Regions from separate parts of the Anas platyrhynchos genome. Here region 1 is linked to region 2. A link is a contact called in public Hi-C data. All regions are on one chromosome and are shown on one strand. The core of a region is the stretch at or near the end of the contact, and the rest is flanking DNA. Distances in the headings are between cores, read along the strand shown. Region 1 holds the start of BCL2 (BCL2 apoptosis regulator). Region 2 overlaps VPS4B (vacuolar protein sorting 4 homolog B).

Region 1 (6,614 bases), core at 2,302-4,801, 45 kb after region 2:
ATGAAGTTAATTCTGTAGTAGTGCTGCTAGAGAAATATAAATAAACCCAAGAGGGTAAAGCAACACATACGTGCCTAATACTAGGCATGATACCAAACACTGAGAATTGATTTCCTTGGCCAAAGCAGAGTTAAATGTTGTAATGATACCAACAGTAAATAATGTGTAAAACAATAAGTCTCAAAAGACTTTGAAAGGTTCTCAGCACAATTTACCTGGTAGTGAAATATCCTTTTTAAAGCTGGTTTGAAGAAAGCAGTGAAAATGAAGTGTGTTGGCCTTTATCTCAAGGCGTTTACTCAAAAATGCTTTCCATTTTTTCTTTAAGGAGAAGGATTTCCAGCGGTGCCCATTGGGCCTGTTACACAGGGCTGGCTGCAGCTGTTTTGCCTCCCTCCACCCCTTACATCTTGGCAAGAAGTAAAGGTGGGTGAGGGATGAGTGCTGTAAGAGGGCTCTGAGAGGCAGGAGCTGTGTGGACCCTACGCCTCTCAGGCCGCTGCCTTTCCTGGAAAGTGCAATTAAGGCCCCATGAAATAAACTGTAATTGTAGGTTAAGCGGGCTTTCAACTTTTTACACTAGCTTTCTGTGCTCTGCAGACAAAAAGGATCCGCTCCGCACCTGTAACATTTGCAGCTCCGGGAGGATGAAAGGCGGCAGTCTCCCGTTTCAGGAATGTGCTCTGCAGAAGTGCTCATTTGTTCCAGTTAACCTGCTGCGGTCCCGGTTAAAAACGAGAAAAACGTTCATCCAGACTTCAGGGATGCTACTTTTTCCTTTTAATTTTGCACGCAGAAAGCCTTTTTAAGAAGTGCTGTGTACCACAGTGGATAGCAGCATTAGGCAGCACCGAGCAAAACAGAAGAGGTGCTCGTAGCAATAACCCGTGCTATGCAGTCAATAGCAAGGAATTAAATGCACGCGGGCAGGTCTCTAAAAGAGCATTCTTTCCAAGGCATTTTTTGTGGCTTGGCAAAGACACCGCAGGGCTGTGGGTGTCATGGTCTCATGGCCAGAAACAAACGCGCGAGGTCACGCAGTCAATAGCTACTTTTAGGCAGGGCAAGTTGCAGCGGTAGAACAGGCAGCTCCGGTGGGCACAAGGGTGTGCAGGGCAAACACAGGATGGTGTGGAAAGGAGAAGCACTGAATGCCATGAACGGAGAAACCCAGCTGAAGCGTAGCTGTGGCTGAAGCCCCACTGGACACGCCACCAGTTGGCATTTACGGTGTCACGGGCTGTACGGGGAGCAGCCCGGGGATTGAGTCCTGTCACACGGAGCAAACACACACCCCGCTTATTTGTGCCTGCTTAGGCAGCCCTTTAAGCAATTGCTTTTATGCAACCTGCCTGCTTGTGAGCATAGGAAATAAAAAAGGCAGAAAATAGGAAATAAAGGCCCAAGTACAGGCAAGGAAGCTGGCTCACCAAAATTATCTGTCCTTTACACTGCTGGGCCTGGCTGATAGCCCTTGTCCATGCTCCTGCCCCACTTAATGCTGCTTTCATCTGAGCTGCTGCTCGTCTTCCTAATTTACTTCCGATCTTTTCTGCAGCTGATTCTTTTTATTCATCTGATGAACTTCAGTGGTCCCACTCACGTGAAGATAGACGTGCACAGAAGGCTCTGCAGGATCAGATGTTCGGTAGCCGACCTGTTATGCTGCTACCTGACAGCACAGCAGTGATTTCTTAGCTGACTCTGTGCGTTCGTTTCATGTTCCTCGTTACATCCTGAGCCTCCCTCACTGCTTTGTTCTATATACCCCCAAAAAACATGTTGCCTGCGTTTTGGATGCCTTTTTAGCTGCTGTTTTATCCCGCTGAGCTCAAACAAACAAGGCAAAAACCGGTACTGTAATGCAAACTTGTGAAACTTGAATACACGCTCATCACCCACTCAGGTGGCGTTATAATTGGGTTTAAGATGCCGCTCCCTTCAATTGCAGGCATAAATGCAGGTCAGCTGCAATGCATTGGACACAATAAGAAAAAAGAAAAAAAAAAAAAGACTTTAAATGCACCTTTTTTTTTTTTTTAAACCAGAACCCGGTTTGTCCTTCCTCAAGGCACAGTTTTGTTTCCCAATGACTCACCCTTAATGCCCTAGTTTAAAGCAAGCAGTTCCTAGGATTTTTCTCGTGTGGTTTCCATCTCTTGGTCACAGCCGTGTTTGGTGTTAGCAAGCTTTCCTGTCAGTCATGACTGCTGTTGTCATATTAGCCTTTCAGAAAGGCTGGGATCTCTCATTGCTATAGCAAAGTGCTGGATGTTGTAGGGGGAAAAAAAAAAGCATCCTTACCAAACCCCCTCCAAACAGAACATCTCCTGAAGTTTTGCTGTACCTGTTGCTACCAGAAATCGGTTACAAATTCTAAAACTATTTTCCTGTTCACATGTTCTCTGCTCGTTTCGATGGTCTCACACGTCCCCCCACACGAAATGCCCTGAGCAAATCCCGTGGCATTTTCCACGCCTCCTTATCAGGAGCGACGCATCCCCAAAGCCTTCCCTTCGGGGGGCTGCCACCCAGCATCCAGGCACCTGGCCACGCCGGGAGGGGACCCAGGGGACACAGGGGACTCCTCCTTCCCTCTCCCGGCAGGAGGGAGGAAAAAAAAATAGTGCTGGGGGGCCAGCGGCGGCCGCTGGGTGGCAACAGCATCCCGCCGGGGCTGTGCCGCAGGGTGCCGGCTCGGGGGTGCAGGGGGGGCTCCCTGAAGCGAAAGGGGGCGTCCCTGCTGGGGGTGGGGGGCTTCTCGTCGGCAGCCCCCTCCCCAAGAGCTTTGTCCTCCTCGGAATGGGGACTGGAGGGAAAAGGGGGGTGAAGGGGCAGCATCCCTGCCCTAGGGACCCCCCGTCGGAGCAAACGCCCGGTCCAGGCTTAATTCATATGTTTTTTTTTGTTTTTTTGTTTTTTTTTTGTTTTTTTTTTTCCTGGGGGGTCGTACAATGGGATCGTCATCCCCATCACCCTTGGGTGGGCTTGTAGACAAAACCAGGCAGGGTGAATCAATCGGGCTTCTGGCGCATCTCCCTCCTCAGCAGAGGGAGGCGCTGAGCAGCTCCTCGCCCCCCTTCCCCTGGGATTTCTCCCCCTCCTCCCGGCCCGGCACCGCTCGTCCCTGCCCTTCGGCCCCTTGCCCTCCTGTCCCCCCTGAAGCCCCCCGGGCCGGGTTTAGGGGGGCACGGGGCGCCCCCTCCTGCAAAAAGCCCTAAAATTCCCCTTACCCACGGGCAGCGGCAGCAGGTGCGCGCCGGGGCTGCAGCGGGGGCAGCCCCCGGGGGCTTTTACAGAAGGGGGCGCCTCGGTTTATTCCTCACCGCCCTTAGCTTTTCTATTTTGTATATTTTGTATTTTTGTATTTTTAATTTTTAATTTATTTTTAATTTTAATTTCTTCTTTGGAAACAAATCCGTGCAGCCGCAGCGACCTCGGGGGGGCGGCGCGGAGCCACCCGCGGCGCTGCCGGCCCCCGCCGCCCGCTTCCTCGGGGGAGGAGGAGGAGGAGGAGGAGGAAGAAGAGGAGGAGGAGGAGGAGGAGGAGAAGGAGGAGGAAGAGGAGGAGGAGGAGGAGGCCACCGCCCCGCCCCGCCGCCGGCCCCAGCCCCGCGCCCGCCGCGATGGAGGGCGGGCCCGGGCGGCGCGGGGCTGCTCGCCCTCTCCCCCTTTCCCTTTTTTATTTTTTTTTCCTTTTCACCCTTTTTCCCTTTCCCTATTTTTTTCCCCTCCCACCTTCCCCCCTTTTCTTGAATGAACCGTGAGGCGGAGCTCTAGCAACCCACGGCGGCCGGAGCCTCCCCCCTTCCACCCCCTCCCTCCCCAACGGGGCTCCGCTCCTCCCCGCCTCTCCCCGCCCCCGCTGCGCTCCGCTCCCCCTTCACCCCCCTCCTTTACCCCCCCCCCTCAGCCTCCCGGAGCCTCCCGGAGCCGCCGCCGGCAGCAGCAGCAGCGCGGGGAGCCCGGAGGAGCCGCCCGGAGCCTTGCGCGGCCGGGCAGCGGTGCCCAGCGGTGCCCAGCGGCGGTGGTGGCGGTGGTGGTGGCGGCCCGTCCGCGCCCCTCGTCGCCTTCTCCTTCCTCCTCGGGTACAAAAGCGGCTGGGGAAATGGCATTATTTCTGCCCGGGGCCACGCTCGCCAGCCGCTCGCCTCCTTTTTTAAAAAAGCAGCAAAACCGCCCGACGCTCCTGCTGGTGAAAAAGAATTGATTCCTTTCCTTTTATTATTATTTTTTTTAATACGTATTTTTATTATTTTTTTTTCATTATTATTTTTTTTTCATTATTATTTTTTTTTCATTATTATTTTTTTTTATATGTGTGCGTGTGTGTGGAAGCGCCGGGCTCCTGCGATCGGTGTCTGAATGAAACTACGTAAATGCATCTGCCCCTACGGCGCACTGGAGGGAAAAAACGGAGCGCTTCGGCCACAGCCTGCCCTCAGATGTGCTTCAGCTGCTCTCCAGGATTTGCCGTCTCTCCGGAGCTGTTCGCCTCCCCGGGCTCCGAGGCGGGATTTTCTGAGCTTTGACAGATCTCCGGAGATGCCTCTTAAACGGGAGTCTGGGAAAAAACATTGGAAATCGTAGGGAGCTTGGTTTTGTGATTTTTTTTGTTTTTTTTTTTTTTTTTGCCCCTTTCCCACCCCCTCGGGGACTTGAAGCATCAAAGCGGCCGGAGCTTAACGTTTCTGAAGACTTGGCGATGTTTGGGTCGTGCTGTTGCTGGTGTTTTGTTTAGAGGAAACTTGACAGAGGAACATATTTATAGTCCCAAGTAAGTACTTTACAGAGGAAATTTAGTTGGTGTCACTTAAAAGAGCGGTGTCGAGGTTTCTAGCTTGCAGGGCGTCGGATTAGCGCTCGTCCAAGGCTGCCTTGCAGGTCGCGTTGAGTTGCAGCCCTGGCGGTGTGCGTTCGCCCGCTCCTCCGTGTCCCCGGTGGCTCGGCGCCGAGGGGAAAATGCACCTGGTTCTGAATAAGTGGGATACTTTTGAAAATGTGTCTCCGCACCGAGGAGGAAGTGTTTTCTAAAGCAGGTTTATAATAAGTAATAAATGTGCGTCTGGAAGTAGAGTATTTACAGCGTTTTTTTTTAGCCCGTATTTATACCGTGCATCTCAAAGCGAGGAGGCAACACTGAGAAGACAACCGTACCTCCGAGACCCTGGGAACTCCCCCACGTCACCATGAATGAAACCGTGCCCGCTACCGTAACTGGATTATAATTTTTTTGGTGTTATTAAATTTATTGTCATTGGCTGCTTTACTTTTTTGGGTTCATCCTGCCCCTCTTCTTCCTCTCTCCCTTCCTCTTGCTGCTCCCTCTCGGAAATCATGGCTCATCCCGGGAGAAGAGGCTACGATAACCGGGAGATAGTGCTGAAGTACATCCACTATAAACTCTCGCAGAGGGGATACGACTGGGCTGCCGGCGAGGACAGGGCGCCCGCGCCTACGGCTCTCGCTCCTGCTGCTGCTGCGGTTGCTGCTGCTGGGACTCCCTCCCGCCACCGCCCCGCCGGGCTGCTGTCCCCGCACCCCGAGCCCCCCGGCTCGGCTGCTGCTAGCGAGGCGCCCCCGGGCGAGGGGCTGCGCCCCGCGCCCCCCGTGGTTCACCTCGCCCTGCGCCAGGCCGGGGACGAGTTCTCCCGTCGCTACCAGCGGGACTTCGCCCAGATGTCCGGCCAGCTGCACCTGACGCCCTTCACGGCCAGAGGCCGCTTCGTGGCCGTGGTGGAGGAGCTCTTCCGAGACGGGGTGAACTGGGGCCGGATCGTGGCCTTCTTCGAGTTCGGCGGCGTCATGTGCGTGGAGAGCGTCAACCGGGAGATGTCTCCCCTGGTGGACAGCATCGCCGCCTGGATGACCGAGTACCTGAACCGGCACCTGCACAACTGGATCCAGGACAACGGAGGCTGGGTACGTGCCCCGTGCTTTGCTTTCCTGCTCCGATGGCCCGTGGCTGGGGTGGCTCTGGGGCTCACGGGTGTCCACGCGTGCTCACCTCGGTGCAAGCCTTGGGATGTGAGGTTTGCCTGTTGCATCTTTGCACCGGTGTGGGCCTTCTGCTGGCTCCTCTGCTGTCGGGTGTCACCTCGTGGTGGGGCTGCAGTGAAACAATGTTGGTTTTTAAGTGGGGGGGAGCAGCTGCAGCTCCCTCCTCAGGTGCTGAAAGGCCAAGCAAGGTGCCCTCTCCATCGGAGGGCTCCGCTTTCCCATCCCCTTCGCCCACCAGTGGCATCAGTCCTGGCCAAGGCTTGTTCCAGCACAGCATGGGAAGGGGTTACAGAGGCTGGGGATGGGTACAGGGGGTGGCAGGTCCTGGATGTGGACATCCCTGCATGTTGGGGTGACGCGTGTGTGGGGACACGGTGCTAGAGGCAACCAAATGGGCAGGTGACTGCTGGTGCCACGGCGGCAGCTGGAACAGGGCTCCGTGGCAGAGATTGTTTCTGGGGTGAGAAGTCTGTCTTTGTCTCACCACGAAACAAAGGTGCCGGGAGACGGGTCCGTGGGATTGTTCCGGAAAATATAGTGTTTGTTGTGAAGTCAAATGCGGATATGTTTCCAGGATAGAAGGCACCTCTGGCTGAGGTTGATTTTTAGCATCA
Region 2 (6,399 bases), core at 1,728-4,227:
TTTTTGAGATCAGACTAATTAATTCGAAGCCTGAAGAGGAGGCTAAATCACATGTCAGTTGGCTAAAATCAAATTACAACTTGTTGATTGAGATAAGACTTGTTGATAAACTTAGAGAACGTGGCTAGACGTGGAAGGAACGTGGAGCCTGCTAAGCTGTAGAAAAAGTAACCTTTCTGATGCTTTCAGCCCCTAGCTTTTAAAAGGCTTATGCAGTGGATGTTCAGACTATGTATTGCACATCTAAGTAACCAACAAGTTACTTTATCTGCCAGAGGATCTTACAAGTGCTGGGCTCATGCAACTACATGATTTCTCTCCTTGTTTACAATGAAACTTCAAATTTTTTGGAAAGTACAATGCTGGGCTTCAGTGAGAGATGCTGTCTCAGTCCCCTTAGTGAAGATACTGCTCTGTGAATACTAAATGCCTTTTTTCTGGTCAGTCACAAACTAGCTTTGGGCATTGCAGAACTTCTCACTCTCTCAAGTATTCTAGTTATCGATGGTTTATTGGGGTAAAACAATGTGACAAACCTCTGTGGAATAGCGTCCATTTGACTAACACTATTTACTCTCTAAATCTACTTAGAAATGGTTTGATTTTGTTCGTTACGAACAAAATGGGCATTTTTTTCAAATGGAAGCGGTGAACAATGTGCATTGCTAATTTATATAATCTTTTCTGACAGGTGCTATTGTCATGGAGCGACCAAATGTAAAATGGAGTGACGTTGCAGGCCTTGAAGGTGCCAAAGAAGCTCTTAAAGAAGCAGTGATCTTGCCCATTAAATTTCCACACTTGTTTACAGGTCAGGATTACAGCATTTATTTCTTATTCTAATGCTACTGTTGAAGTTGGGAGTGGCAGCAGTGTGAGAAGAACGTTATGCTGATTTATCAATAACTCCAGCTGAGCTCTTAGTGGTGTGACTGACAGGAGTTTCTTAGGTAGATATAGAAAACCTAACAAATTAGGGAGGATTCGTCAGAAAAATAGGTTTGTTTTTGATACAAACCTATTTTTTGTTTTTTTGATGAATTATGGTTTCTTTCTTGCAGGAAAGAGAACACCCTGGAGAGGGATTCTTCTGTTTGGACCACCAGGAACAGGGAAGTCTTATTTAGCAAAGGCTGTTGCGACAGAAGCCAACAACTCAACTTTCTTCTCGGTATCTTCCTCTGACTTGGTCTCAAAGTGGTTAGGAGAGAGCGAAAAGTAAGTTGCCAGAGGTCCAGAGAAATACTGGCAAGAAGAAATTAGTATTACAGAGCTAGATAAGACACTCTAAAGAAATTAAATTTGAGGGAAGGGTCATGTATCTTGTTAAAACAAACTTATGTTTTGTCTGTGCTTCCTGCTGCAGTGTCAGTTAAATATATCATCATGTGCTGCGTTCTGTGCCGCTGCAGCTGGACTGCTCCTCAGTGCTCAAGAGGGTTTTTAAAACTATTTCAGAAAGATGTCAGGAGCACTATGGAGATCTCAACCCCTCCTGAACTCAGCTGTGATAGTGCACTGCATCAGTCTGAAATTTTGGGGTACTTTTGTCACCTCCCCACTCATCTGTCTCAATGGCTTTGTGGCTAACACATGGTATTGCTTTGTCTGTATGGAGGTGATTTTCCTTCATTCTGATTTTAAACAAAACCTGGAAGACAAATGAATTTAGCATGAAGGAAGAAAACTTCACAGCTGCTCCTCACCTCCAAACTATTTTTGCAAGTGAGGAGCAGCCATGATATTTTCTTTCCTCATGCTGACTTCGTTTGTTACTATGTGGCATGTGAACAAGACCAGGAGGCCTGAAGTGATAATCTGTTGCAATCTAGAAGTGCAGGAACTTGTCCATCTAGGGTTCTCATGAGGCTTCCGTGAATTGAGATAGGGTTAAAAAAAATGGAGTCCAACTTGCCATTTTTTCTGTTTGATGTTGAAGTCAAAGTCAAAATAAAGACTACTGGTTTCTCTTCAGGCTGGGACTGTTTCCCAAAGTTATTAGTGTCAGTGATATGAAGAATTGTCCAGCATGTTGCTATTTATTTTCCTTTTTAACTTAGTATACTATGTTGGTAAGATTCATCTCAGCTTTTTTAGGCAAACTGACTTCTTCTGTAATATTATTTAAAAAAAAAAAAAAACTATAAGAATGTACATATTTCTTCAAAAATCTCTAGAGGAAATCAGATTCGGTTACAAATCTTAAATAAGACAAAGCCATCTTGCTTTGATTCTTTCTAAATTGGTGGTTTTATATAGTTAAATCTGTCTTGCAGAAGGGTAAAACTTAGCAGGGTTTGCCTGCAAAATCACACATGGAGTACTCTAAGATGCTTCACTTCCCTATATATTGTGGTATTTCCCTCCACATAATGCAGAGTTCTTGGAGCTGGAAGAATGTTGTGTCTTTGAGTAGCTTTATCAATGCATTTCAGGGGTCTACTTTTTTTTAGCTTTTTCTAAACAAAGTAACTGTCATAATCCTAAGTTGTGTGGTTTTGATGGTGTTTACATTAAGATAACTGCGGCTGTTTCCTTTTTAAGATTAGTGAAAAACTTGTTCCAGCTTGCCAGAGAAAACAAACCTTCCATTATCTTCATTGATGAGATAGATTCACTATGTGGGTCAAGAAGTGAAAATGAAAGCGAGGCTGCCAGACGGATTAAAACAGAGTTTCTAGTCCAGATGCAAGGTAAGGTTGCTGGTTTTCAGAATCAAAGGAATTAAGGTGTGTATTTTAAGTACAGCTGGCATGAGAACACTAAAGAAATCTGCATTTCCACCCCATTAAATCCTGACAATGTTTTAAAACAGTCTTTGTTTATCTTCTAAATGGTGAAATGGTTTCTGCCCTCATATAGGGGTTGGTGTCGACAATGAAGGAATATTGGTCTTAGGAGCAACAAACATACCCTGGGTTTTGGATTCTGCTATCAGGAGAAGGTACGATGGCGCTCTGTTATGGTGTGAAATATGCAACTGTTGTGAAGGTTCAGCACAAGGCTATTTGAGGCAGTAATCTCGTTAATGCTTGCAGGCATGGCTAATGTTCTCAGACACGACTGGACTGAATCAATAGCCCCTTGCCACTTAAGAGGTGGATTGTTCACCCTTGTATTTACCTTGTAGGTTATTTCATATCTCGGTCAGCTAATTCTGCTTGGGCAAGCAGAAGGCTATTCTATTTCACTGCTGTTTGATTTCGTGGTTGGCAAGGGGGACAAGATACAAAACATGCTGCTCAGAAGGGATACAGGGGGCAAAGCTGCCCGTTTCAGTTGTAGTAAGCTATTGAATAGCTTGAGTAATTTCAGGGAAATGTAATTTTATGTTATGCAGAACTACCAAGCTTTAGTACTGGTCACACACAATTTGTGTGATCTTTCGGAGTGTGTTTTCACTTCTTTTCTTGAGTTAAGAAGCTTTTGTACATGTATCTGATGAGCTGGATCTTTCAGCTGCAGAGCAGCAGAGGATAAATGCAATTACGAGTATGGTTATGTTGTGATGAGGACACAACTTGGACAATGGTCATTTTTGTAGGCTAAAGAAACATTGCTTTTTGTGACAGTGCCATTGACTCTTACTTATATACTGAATTCAAGCTGACTGTGCTTTGGGAATTTAGACCAGGTGGCCTCCAGAGGTCGCTTCCATCCTATTTGGCTATAGTTGTATAGACATATACAGAAATGGATGTGTTACCTGAAATTTCAGGTTGTACTTTGCAGTGTGAAGGAGTATCTAAGTTTTGTCTGTAAAACTCAAAGGAACTTGTACAACGTGGCAGTAACAACTAATGTGTCTTGGTCTTGGCCCAGTTTGTCATGTGTAGCAAGTTAATTGTGTTCTACAGAATTGAGATTCTCATTTTGTTGGTGGGAGGTAATCTCTACTGTGAGAACAGATGCTGCTACAAAGGAAGAACTGCAGATACCAACAGTTTCTACCGATGGCCCTGTTGAGAGCAGGACTTCAAATTCGTTTCCAACTACAAAGCTCTCTTCTAAGAAGTTAGAAAAGATAGAAAGTGGTTTTGTCAACGTGTTATGAGGCAGTTCTTTCTGCAATGGTGAAAACTGCTCAAATGCACTTCACAGAAGGAAAAAAAAAGTCTTCAGTGTTGTTTTTTCTTTTAAAACACAAAATTAGCTGAAGAGAACCTGGAGAAAATACAATCTGAAGTGGTGATCTTTGTCCTGAAAATGAAATACTTGTTGTATTTTAGATGTTGGCTTATGATGGCTACAGTATTATTTATGAGACTAGCTTGTTGAATATTTGCCTTTGATTGTTTTTTTTAATGGTGTATAATACAATATTAGAAAGAAGCAGTTTCACTTAGGAACAAACTACATGCTGATTTGCATAAGCTTCTTTCCATTGTGCACCTGCATGAGCCAGCGTCTGTGGAGTGTTCTGTTTTTTCTTTTTGAAACCAGGTTTGAGAAGCGTATTTATATTCCTTTACCTGAACAGCATGCCAGGGCTTCAATGTTCAAACTTCACCTTGGGTCAACTCCAAATCGCCTAACAGAAGCAGATTATCGAGAGCTTGGAAAAAGAACGGAGGGCTATTCTGGTGCAGATATAAGCATCATTGTACGCGATGCACTGATGCAGCCTGTTCGAATAGTACAATCAGCTACTCACTTTAAAAAAGTAAGTATGAATCACCAAACTTTCATGCTATTTTGACTTAAAATTATCTTGATCTGAAAATCTCTCGCAAGCAAACCGAGTTTGGTTTGGGTAATACTGAATGCTTATGAATGTTTATACACTGTCCTTTTATTTTTTAAGAGTGTGCATGGATATCACCTCCTTTCATTTTTACACAAGTTCTGCCGTAAGTCTGATGCAGCTGGTTTCTAGGTGCTTGTTCTGTGCAATCCAAGCTCTGACTCTTCACATCTCTAGCTAGTGTTAAAAGGTTAAAAGCATTCAGTTTGAAGTTAACTTCAAATGGAGCGTTACAGAGGTGCTCTTTTTTTTTTTTTTGTATCAAATTACATGGTTCTTCATGTTTTTGTAGTGTTTGTGTTGATAAATGTATTCCTTGTCAATATGGAAACAGATGAATTATAGTTATGCACATTCTGCTTGCTTGGAATGTCCTTCAGACTGAAAAACTAAGGTGACTGTTTTTACTGGAATCTTAACCTAATGTTACTTGGGACAGTAGTAAAGATGCAGGACAGCTGAGCAAGGTTATGTGCTGCCCAAACAATGGAACACCTTCGGGATGCTGGTGTAATGTGAAAGTTAGCTTACGCTTATTTAGCTGCTCTCTAACAAGGATGTTGAAACCATACATATGTTTGGCTTATCTTGCAGTGATGTCTACGTATTACATGCTACTAACGTAAACATTTCTTCTAAATGTTTGGATCCCAGAAATTTCATCTGACTAAGAACCCTCTAGAGTTCTTAAGATAAATTTAAATCCATTGAATCTGTGCAATATTTTCTTCTCCCCGGAGAATTTGCACGAGTGTTGCTTAAATTGTTTCTAAACTATTATGCTTTCAATGGAGGCAAAAAAAATGCGTTAAGGTTATCAATGGTTATAAACAGAATTCCAAAAACAAAAACGTATTAAATGTTTTTTTTGAACTTCTTGGTTTTTAAGAGACCCAAGCTAAAAGTATTTTTGTTTATACTTTTACTGCAAAGTTTAATTTAACAGAAATTTGTGTATTGCAGGTGAAGGTGGGTTAAGGTATTCTGCAGAGGTTTTTGATTCAATAAAGGGAAGTCATCATTTTGTTGCCCCTTAAAATGCCCCCCAGAATGTACCCTTTAAGGTACAACTTTAAGGTTGAGAGTCTTTTCCTAGTTTTAAATACAAAGAACATTTTGAAACATTATTTTGAAGCAGTAGCGCTGCCATAAATGGTATTTGTTTAAAAATAAAGGCAAATATTTTGATGTATCAGGGATTTTCTGGCTGATTCCTTCCTTTCAGTAGAGATGCCTGAAGTATTTATCCATTATTTATTGACTTTAAATGACAATGACATTTCTGACCAATAGGTTGTTACTTTTTTAGCCTTTTCAAAGCGAAATTTGCAAGTATCCGAGGCATATCTCAGACTACTGCAGCACAATGAAATAACCTCAATTGTCACAGTTTCAGAGCAACCAAAGGCAATCCTTACCTCTTACCTCTTTTGCTAGAAAAAGAACTGCAGTACTTTGAGTGTTCTGACAAAAATCAAGTTTATTCCACTTGTTTTGTTAGTACTTCAGTTGGGTACAGTTTCTTGTAAGAAAAAAATCTTGGCTTTATTAACTAGTTGCATAGTACCAGAGAACTTGTCCCAGCTAAACAGCACTTTGCTCAGTTTTCAGTCATTCATTGTAAACCATTGCTTGCTCCAAGTGATGATAACTCA

What was found. A called contact is a pair of places that touch in the nucleus more often than the background predicts.
Region 1: a contact with region 2 is called in a Hi-C map of liver, with 3 times the contacts expected there. The contact joins the promoter of BCL2 here to the enhancer-like site in region 2. A contact is called at or near these places in 2 of 8 Hi-C or Micro-C datasets (liver and subcutaneous adipose tissue).

What each region holds. Positions count from the first base shown.
Region 1 is chr2:79,642,049-79,648,662 of IASCAAS_PekinDuck_T2T, forward strand. BCL2 (BCL2 apoptosis regulator) reads left to right here and starts at 3,552. Exons shown (of 2, transcript XM_038173909.2): 1 at 3,552-5,922. The coding sequence starts at 5,338.
Region 2 is chr2:79,597,829-79,604,227 of IASCAAS_PekinDuck_T2T, forward strand. It overlaps VPS4B (vacuolar protein sorting 4 homolog B), which reads left to right. Exons shown (of 11, transcript XM_038174902.2): 5 at 692-811; 6 at 1,062-1,218; 7 at 2,545-2,693; 8 at 2,863-2,944; 9 at 4,444-4,663. Among named protein-coding and RNA genes, the nearest start is that of VPS4B, 9.7 kb to the left of the region's middle. Within about 2 kb of position 2,978, at least 3 of the 8 cell types and tissues checked have an H3K27ac peak or open chromatin away from gene starts, as enhancers often do.